Regions from separate parts of the Mus musculus genome. Here regions 2 and 3 are each linked to region 1. A link is a contact called in public HiCAR-type and promoter capture Hi-C data. All regions are on one chromosome and are shown on one strand. The core of a region is the stretch at or near the end of the contact, and the rest is flanking DNA. Distances in the headings are between cores, read along the strand shown. Region 1 has its middle 35 kb from the start of Gm15691. Region 2 holds the start of Rnaseh1 (ribonuclease H1). Region 3 overlaps Trappc12 (trafficking protein particle complex 12).

Region 1 (3,147 bases), core at 458-2,957:
TGTGGACCTAGAACATCCCAAGGTCCACTCACCGGGTCCAGGAACAACACTGGGGCCTTTGAAGTCATCATCCAGAGACATGTCCTTCCCCTGTGACATGGCACGTCTTTGTTTCTGAGTTGCAGAGCAGCAGTGTGGGATGCTGTCATAGTGAGTGGAAGACTTGGAACCCAAGTTGGGGTCTACACAATGGAAGTTCAGCTTCCTGGAAGTGATCATTGCACTGAGACAACAGCCTTGCGATCCTTTTGATAGGAACAAGAAAACACAGAAAGGGCAGAGGTGGTGTGCTTGGACCAACATAGAAAGAGACACATAACCACGTGCTTCTCAGAGGATCTTGGGAGAGAAGTGCTGGGGTTGTATTGCTGGATTCTGGGGGCACATAGGTCCTCAGGGTGATTCATAGATATCACCTCACCACAGATTTGTGTGTAGTACATATGACTGTAACATTTTAGGATAAAAATATGGCTTAAGAAAAATTTGTGGGTGAGGTGTGGTAGTGTGCATTCTTAATCCCAGCACTGGGATAGAAGAAAAAGTAAGATCTCTGTGAGTTCAAGACCAACCTGGTCTACATAGTAAGTTCCAGGACAGCCAAGGCTATATAGAAAAACTCTGTCTCAAAAAAAAAAAAAAAAAGTAAAATTGCTTTTGAGATCACATAAGAAACAAAAAGGACACACTACAGAATGGATAAAAATGTTTATAAATCACATTCAATGGGAGACTTCAACTAGAACAAAAACTCCCTCCTTCCTTCCTTTCTCCTCTCCTTCCCTCCTTGTTTCTGTTTCTTAATCTGAAGCAAGGCAACACTAATCGCAGCTGAAAGGCATGGTAAAATCCTTGGCTGAAATCCTTGGCACACTGTGTCAAAGTTCAAATTCCATTCCACCACTGTCAGCCGTAATTGGGGCATACAAGGGCTTTGCTTTATTTTGTTTACAATTCCCTTAAGTGTAATTAAAATATACTTTTATACTTCGTAAGTTTCAGAAAATGTTTTCTCTTATTAAAAGAATTGTCTGAGGTCAATAATATTATCAGAGGTCTATGACCTTTGTTATAAGATGGGCATAAAAATTGACGTTTAAAAGTGTACAGAATGGAGAAAAAACATGAGACTTGAAAAACTACAGGCAACTAAGGAATGCTTAGAGTTGGAAAATAGTCTTCCCTACAGAAGAGCATACCAACTGGTTATTCAACATGAAATGGTCAGCACTGAAAACCATACATGAAAATGGCATTCTACAGACTGACAGGTTGTAATTAGAAATATCTATGTATTCATATATATTCATATATGCATGTAACAATAATCAATAAAAAAGAGACCATGAATTTGAAAGAGCACAATATGGGAAGGTTTGAAAGGAGGAAAAATTAGGGAGAAAGTATGTAATTATAATCTCAAAAATCAAAGAGAATATACTGAAGACAAATTTCTTTTAAAACAATCATTTGAGGTACAGAGCCAAACTTTCTTTGGGCAAATTGCATTTGGAATGAGCTACTGGGTGATTAATAGTCAATGTCCCTGGGTACGAGGGTCTCAGTCCCCAGCCCAGTCTCTGTGAGCTAGAAAGGAATGGTCTGTGCCTGCAGAAGGCTACCTCAGTCATAGAGCCTAGACTGCTATCCTTAGGCCAGCTCGGTTGAGCTGTTCCAGCCACAGTTGCTTTTGAAACACAGCCTCCTTTATTCTTCACTTTGGCATTTCCAGGAATCTCTTGGGGATCACTGTCTGCTCCCTTGTGTAGGTCTTGTACAACCAGTGCAGCTATTGGGGTGAGTCACTGTTGCTCTTCATCACTCTCCTTTCTCACAACATAACATGTGATTTTTATTTACTCTAGGCTGTGTTTTCAGCCAGAGCTCAAAACAGTCCTGGTCTCCTTGGGTTTCATTGTCCTCAGCTGTGAGGTGGAGAGGCTGTGGAAGCTGGAAGCCTTTTCCTCTCACAGGATAGGGAGGACTAGATTAAAAATATGAAAGTCCCGTGCTAATTAAAATACCCAGTGCCCTTACGTCATCCTTTAGACTGTAGTTCTGAAAACAAGCTGCAGAAAAACATATTAGATATTCAAATGATTAGATGGTTCCCTAGAACTCCTCCAGAGAACAACACATTTTAAAGTGGTAAGACAAAGGAGTATAACCAAGAATTCTCCACTCAGCAGAAAGGTCCACCAGGATGATGGTAAAGCAAGAGGACAGCATGGTAACTTGGTCGTTACCGGAATGGGCACAACCACAATGTGGATGATCATTCTGAGCGCATGAAGAGACTGCTGGTGGAGACTCTGTCCTTCAGGGTTGTAGAAATCAAAGTAGAATGATATGTATTTCGGCAAGTATCCAACACTGCTTTTCTCCTCCCAGGGACCTCTATTTGTGTTGAATATGGAAAGTAATCCATCCCCACTGTCCAGTGGCAAAGCTTCTTTGTGAATCCAGAATAGAACCCTATTGCTTCAAAGCAGACCCAGAGAGGTTGCATATCCTATAGTAAGCACTAGAGTAGCTGTTGAAAAGTAACTCCCCCAGTTATAAAAATGCTAACACACGTCTTGTAATGAAATAATAAGAGTAGCTAAGTAATGAGCTGTTAGATGGTGAGTGTTCAACCTGCCTGGATATGAGGGTCTCAGTCTCAATTTCAATCTCTCTAAGCTAGGAAGGAGCAGTATGTACATTCACAGAAAGTTCCTTTGGTCACCCTTGGTCATAAGAGACGGGGGAAGAGGAACCAATAAATTCATAAAATGGCCTTTTTCAATCCAGCTAAATTGGTGGTGGTTCTATTATATGTTAATGATCTAGATTCACCAATTAATAGATGTGACCAACAGAATAGTAGCTTAGTGAATGGAAAAGGAGGAGCTTTCAACTATGTCCCATTCCACAGAGCCACACTTTCAAGGTCCACTGGGGGAGATTGTGGAAGGATAAGCAATGACGTGAGGTAAACACTGAGGATAGACAACTAGAGTGTTTGTTTTTGTGCCAGGTAAAATAGATTTTATGGCAATAATATTGCCAGGGACAAAAAGAGACATTCCATAATGGCAGCAAGGTCGTCAGGAAGTCATTGTCGTTAACAGTGTACAATCACCACCAAGTAGTATAGAAATAGGC
Region 2 (3,147 bases), core at 372-2,871, 1.4 Mb before region 1:
TTTGCTCTTGTTTTGTTTTGGTTTGGTTTTTTGAGACAGGTGTTTTTTTTCTCTTTGTAGCCCTGGCTGTCCTGGAACTAACTCTGTAGACCAGGCTGGCCTTGAACTCAGAGATCTGCCTGCCTTTGCCTCCCAAGTGCTGGGATTAAAGGCGTGAGCCACTACGTCTGGCTCAAATTATTTTTCTTGAAAAAGTAAGTGTCTTGTATCTTGGCCCCAGTTATGTAGCCAAGGATGACCTTGACTATTGGTCTCCTTATCCCTGACTCCTCAGTCTGGGATGACAGGCAAGTACCACCACACCCGGTTTCCGAGACACTGGATATATCCATACCCCCTTCTTTTGTTTTTTTTTTTTTTCTTTTTTTTTCTTTCTTACCCCCTTTTTTAAACTTTAGAATATTGTTGGTATTTTGAGGTTTTATTTGAGTTGATAGACATTAATACTTGCTACATAGAAATAAAAAGAAGGGATGAGAGGAAGTTCTGGCAGGGCCTATGCCCAATATATGTGAGACCCTAATTTCAATCTCCAGTGCCAGGATTCATCGTGTAGCCAAGACTGCCCTTGAACTTGCAGTAATCCTCTTGCTGTAGTCTACACAGTACTGGGATAATAGGTTTGAGGCACCATGTCTGGCTTCAAATATTAAAAAACAAACAAACAAACAAAAACTCTGGTGGCGCTGGAGAGATGGCTCACTCATTAAGAATAGTGGCTGCTTTTGCAAAGGCTTGAGTTCCAATCCCAGGGGAGCCAATGCCATTTCCTGACCTCTGTGGGCAGAAAGTATGTCTGTGGCACAAACATAGATGCAAGCGAAACACTCATACACATGAACTAAAGTAATACATAAATAAACAACTGATTTCTAAAGGAAAGAGAAGGGTAGAGTTGCTTTACATTCTACAAACCACACCGACAGCTGGCTGAAGGGCAAACAATCAGAGACAACCATTAAAGGGAAATTTTCCCTTCCCTATTTTTTCTTTATATTTAGAAAAACTTTTCATACTCATGACTTCAAGGAATATACATTTATTACTTTAAAATTGCATCTATGTGTTGGTGTGTGCGTGCATTATCATTGGTGCATATGTGCGAAGGTCAGAGGACAACTTGTGGGAGAGTTGTTAAGCTTGGTGGCAAGTGCCTTCACTTTCAAAGTCGCCTTGGTAGTCCCTAAGGAGTAGATTTTAAAATTTTAGTTGATTTTGGGTTATAAAAACGATTCCCCAGTTTGCAACAGTGACTTGCTTCATTCTATGTAGTCCAGAATTATATGGCCAGAGTGTTGTTATGTATTCATGACATCTTCTCATTCATTGCTGGCAAAGGGGAGGGGAACCCTATTCTGCAGAGTTGGGCATCCTAGAATATGGGATGTAGTTTTACAGGGGCTCATTGTCTTCACATCTATTCCCTCATTCGGCCATCATCCTCTCATTCCTTCTTTCCCCTCTTCCTCTCGCTTCCAAATCAGTTTTGCTGTGCTGGGATTGGACTAGGCACTCGGCAGCTGGGAAACACCTCTGTCTCCAGGCCGAACGTCTCCACCGACGTCTAAGAAACCGAAGACACAATCCTCGGCCCCGCCCCTCTCCGCGACGGGCGCCTCGCGACGTCACCTTCCTGAGCCGGAAGTGTGTCGGCTCGCCGGCGGGAGGCTCGCGGGCAGCAATGTGGGTTGCCGCGCTGGCGTGAGTGATGCGCTGGCTGCTGCCGCTGTCCCGCACAGTGACACTGGCCGTCGTACGCCTGAGGCGAGGCATTTGCGGGCTCGGGATGTTCTATGCGGTGAGGAGAGGCCGCAGGACCGGAGTCTTCCTGAGTTGGTGAGACGGAGCCTGGCGGAGCCCTTTATTCTAAACACCTAACAGCTCGTTTAGCCCTTCCGTGTTGTAGTCAAATCCTCCCAAAGAGAACACATGGTCACCGCAGCCAGAATTTACACAAGGCTTCCCACGTTCTGATCGTTCCTGTGTGTGGGTGTTTTGTTTTTTGACACAGGACCTCATGTAGTCCAGACTGCTGAGCTCATTGGTTTGGGCCACCACGCCCAACTTCCTCGTGTTTTCATCTTTTAAACATTTTTCATACCTACTGGGTGACTTTTCTCGAGCCGATTATGTGCCAAATTGAACTTCTGGTCTTTCTGCCTTCACTAACCAAACGCAGGGATTTCAGATAGGCACCGTTATGCTCAATTTGTGTACTGCAGGTGTTTGAACCCAGGGCTTGTGCATACTAGGCCAGCAGCTGAGCTACATCCTCATCCCCGACTGTTTTTAAGAAGGAAAATCGTGGTGAGATGTGTTGTCACATGTTTGTAATTCCAGCACTGTTGAGGTGGAGGCAGGAGGATCACTACAAGTTAGAGGCCAGCATGGGCTGTGGAAGAGATGAGGGAGGGGGAGAGGTGGAGAGTCTCAAGCCAGAAGCTGGTCTTTGCCTTTGGATCCATGTCGCAGCCCTTGGAGGCAAGATGAAGTTTTCAGTTTCACCGGTACTGTGGCAGTTCCCAGGTCAAATGAGAGGCAGAATCGGGGCTTAAGTCCAGGTTTGGGAGTATATGACAGCTAACTTCTAATATCAAGGTTTGTTGTCCCTGTGACCTGGATGTTTCCCTAGGCACAGCTGAGACAGTACTAAGGAAGAAATATATCCACTGCCAACCCTTTTTCTGTGATTGAGTCTTAAAGATAACAAAATTTTAGTATGTGCTGGAGTTGTGGAAGACCTTGTGGTATTAGTATGCTATTTGGATTGGATGGCATTTAGCAGAATGGGCTGTCAGGTCTTAACATGTAAAATGAAACCAAATTGAGGTGTGACCTTTGTCCCAAGGAATTGACAGCAGATCCCTTTGACTCACCATACAACACCAAACCTATAATCCATGAAAAGTCCTTGTATGTTAAACTTCATTCAGTTAAAAACTCCTGCTCTAGAAAAGACACTGGGCCAGGCATAGTGGCACAAGCCTTTAAATCCCCGCACTCAGGAGGCTGGGAGGCAGAGACATGTGCATCTCTGAATTCCAGGCCAGCCTGGTCTACAAAAGGAGTTTCAGGACAGCCAGGGCTACACACAGAAACTCTGTCTTGAGGAAATAAAAAAATGGGGAAAGCTATGCCTTCACATTA
Region 3 (3,147 bases), core at 234-2,733, 1.3 Mb before region 1:
CCACGTGTCCATAGGTGATTGCCAAGGTACCATGGAAGATCAGGATGTTCAGCCACTGACAGTTCACACTGTGGCCCACTTCCCCTCTTCCATGCAAATCTGCGCAGGCAAATGAAAAGCCCCCAGTGCACCGAGGAGCTGGGTTGGGCTGTCCTCAGCCCATGTGTACTTCTCATTACTGGGTAAAAGCCCACGTCCTTCCTCTCACCTATCCAGAGTAGATGCTACAGGGGAAATGGGTGAAGGGGACATCCACTGTTGGGTAAGAGTGGGGACCAACTATACTGTTGAGCCTTGCATATCCGAGCGAGTGGTGTTCAGCCAACAGAAGGGCAATGCTCACCTTGCCTGCTTTCCTGGGTGACGCTGCTCAGACCACCATCTTCAGCTAAGCCTTGCTCCAAGTTGGCCAAGATCTGCAGTCATTTCAAACAAGGACAACAAAACTGTAAGTGGATTTGTGGCTACACTGTCCTCATATATTTCAGACACAGCAAATTTCTCTTGGTGAAAACCAATCAGGCAAGGAATGTTCACAAGAGATGCGTCTTTTACATTGTGATGTCTACCAGTTACCAGGAGGTAACGAGAAGAGCAGGCCCTACTCTCTGGTGGAAGGTAGAATTTAGGCTTATGAGACTCATAGAGCCTTCTCAGACACTGAACACTGTGGGCGTTCAGTTTTTCTTTTCATGAAAAGCTGTACACAAGAGTGATCAAGTGCTGTGGGAGCATCAGCCCCGCCTTTCTCCGGGGTGCCAGTGAGCCTCCAGCCTTTTCTTCAGCACTGGGTCCATTTTGTAAAGCTGGTACTTTGCATAGTTTTGATTGTTTGGTTAAAACCTTTCCATTGTTTCATCTGTATTTGGGTTTTCCCTGAAAGAAAAGCTTCTATGGTCCCTGTGACACAGGGAAAAGATTTAGTATTTTATTATTACTTTGAAGGGCAGGGTGTGAATATATGTTAAGAGTAAAGACTATGTGTAGGAGGAAAACAGGCATAATGTTCATGGAAAAGGTCTTCATGCAGTCTGTCTGCTCTGTGGAAAACCCAGCCTTCCTCCTCCCACCTGCTGGGTGACATTACCCCAGGGGCTACCCCTAGGAGGCAGGTAGGCAGTGGACGGCACCACTGACTGTCCTCTCTTCACTCATCCACGCCACAGTGGGCGCCCTCCTTTGTAAAGTCATTATTTTGTATAAGCAAGAGAACAATTAGCTGTGGAATGTGACTCGGGGAAACATGTGGGGCTCACGACTGTGACCTCTGAGAGATTCAAGGGACCGACACGGGGTTAAAGACTGTGACCTTTGAGAGAAACGAGCCAGATCAAACCAGGTCAAATGGCATGTCCCAGCTAATTTGTCTTCTGATGAGTAATCGTGAAGGCAGAAACCGACAAGGGACTGAAGTCTTAACCCCCGCAGGCTGGAGTGCGCGGAGCCAGGAAGGAAGGGAAGGGATCAGGGACAGCAGAGGGCACCAGCATTCAGGACCGAGTCCGAGAGCTCAGGGAACTAGGACAAAGGCTGGCATTTACACTTAGGACAGAAACCACACACCAAAGGCTGGCATTTACACTTAGGACAGAAACCACACACGGCAGGAAGGCGACAGTTCTCTGGGTCTCAGGGCCGTGGAGGATCTATGTGCACAACTGTGCTCCAAGCCTACCACACCATGTATTTCAGAACAGTCCGATCTCTGTACTAGGCATTCAGGGCTGGGGGAAGCTGTATCTATGGAGCCCTGGCGAGCTCAGCCAGCACCCACTGGGAGGGTGGAATCTGCCTAATGTTCTGGCTCTGAAGGAGAAGTGGGGCACTTCATAGGAGCAGCAGCAGAGAATCGGGAACAAGGAGGGGCTCCCCACTGCAGTGTATGGGGTGGCAAAGGCAGAGCCACTGAGGACTCTACTACCTGCTCTGGGCTTTCCTGGCCTTGTGACACTCTGTGGAATCCTCTTCTTTCTATATGTGTTATGGCTTAGATGTAAAATGATCCCCCCTCATTGTTTAATGCCCACGTGCTAAGCTGGTGGCACTACTGAGAGGTTCTAGAAATCTCACAAAGTAAGGCTTAGCTGGTGGAAGCAGGTACCAGGAAAAGGTCCTTGGGACCATTTGGTTCCCTAGCTATTTATGTTATCAAGTGAACTGCTCATGCCATACAATCTTCCTGTGATGCTCTGCCAAAGTACATGGGGTCAAGTGACTAGCCTGAACCATCTGAAATCATGAATCAAAACAACCTCTGTACCGTAAAGTGGTCTGTGTTGGGCATGGGTCGCAGCGCTTTTAAGAACAGTCACTAACATAGCGTGTGTCCACACAGCACAAGAGACTCGAGCAACTTACAGCCTTTCTCAACCCCTGTGAGTTGGGTAAGGACTATGTGAAGAGTTCCAGGGTCTGCAGTGTCCCAGGCCACTAAGTGGCTTGAGCACCAGTGGGAAGGACAGCCACCCAAGGTTGTGACCACAGTGAGAAGGGCATGTCCAGCGCAGGGTTCTGACCCTTTTAGAGAATGTAGATACTGCAGGGAGAGGCTGAATTTGTGAATATGGTATCCCTCCACCCACAGGCCCATCTCGTCCTGGAAACAAGAGCCAGAGATCGAGTATCAGCTAGGCCCCACTCAGCAGGCACAATGTACTGGGGTTCTGGAATATGCTCTGAGGGCAGAGGCCCCATTAAGCACAGGTGGCAGAATGATAATGCCTTGAAGCAGGTCTACAGGAGGATGGCTGGCACTTCTACTGTATTTTATTGGATAAACCTGAAGATGAAAGGACTTCTTTCACCTCTACCAAATTTAAATAAAGAGTCCACTGTAGCCAGTGCCCACAATGCCGACATGGGCATGAGACAGCGTCTCAGTTGCTCCTTTACCCAGAAGCTGTACCTCCCTCTTTCCCTGCCCCCCCACACCCAGAATCAGGTGATGACACAGAGAAGCTTTGGGGGAGATTCAGCCAAAGGTGCTGGCAGGCAGTGCCACAGAAGCAGGCAATCTGCAAACCCAGGTCATGGCTCTCAGGTAGGACACTGAAGCTATGACTACAGGTCAGTTGGATAGCTTATTTTGTAATAAGAAAAGGGAAGATGTTGTCTCAGTTCTTTGAGTGGCTTTCTAGGATGGGTACT

What was found. Promoter capture Hi-C pulls out the DNA fragments that hold promoters and counts their contacts. HiCAR-type assays count read pairs that join an accessible place to other places.
Region 2: a contact with region 1 is called in a promoter capture Hi-C map of the 3T3-L1 cell line, with 7 times the contacts expected there. The contact joins the promoter of Rnaseh1 here to the enhancer-like site in region 1. A contact is called at or near these places in 5 of 39 promoter capture datasets (the 3T3-L1 cell line, 3T3-L1-derived adipocytes, cranial neural crest and 2 more), 1 of 484 Hi-C or Micro-C datasets (cortical neurons), 2 of 115 datasets of contacts at active chromatin or transcription factors (the NIH/3T3 cell line and epiblast stem cells) and 1 of 9 other capture datasets (adipose tissue).
Region 3: a contact with region 1 is called in a HiCAR-type map of astrocytes, with 2.8 times the contacts expected there. The contact joins two enhancer-like sites.

What each region holds. Positions count from the first base shown.
Region 1 is chr12:30,022,819-30,025,965 of GRCm38.p6, forward strand. No RefSeq gene overlaps it. Among named protein-coding and RNA genes, the nearest start is that of Gm15691, 35 kb to the right of the region's middle. Within about 2 kb of position 1,708, at least 62 of the 459 cell types and tissues checked have an H3K27ac peak or open chromatin away from gene starts, as enhancers often do. A contact at or near this core is called in the NIH/3T3 cell line, adipose tissue and astrocytes, where this site is marked.
Region 2 is chr12:28,647,981-28,651,127 of GRCm38.p6, forward strand. It overlaps Rnaseh1 (ribonuclease H1), which reads left to right and starts at 1,622. Exons shown (of 8, transcript NM_011275.3): 1 at 1,622-1,836. The coding sequence starts at 1,709.
Region 3 is chr12:28,703,183-28,706,329 of GRCm38.p6, forward strand. Trappc12 (trafficking protein particle complex 12) reads right to left here. Exons shown (of 12, transcript NM_178811.5): 7 at 344-416. Among named protein-coding and RNA genes, the nearest start is that of Mir6937, 25 kb to the left of the region's middle. Within about 2 kb of position 1,484, at least 30 of the 459 cell types and tissues checked have an H3K27ac peak or open chromatin away from gene starts, as enhancers often do. A contact at or near this core is called in astrocytes, where this site is marked.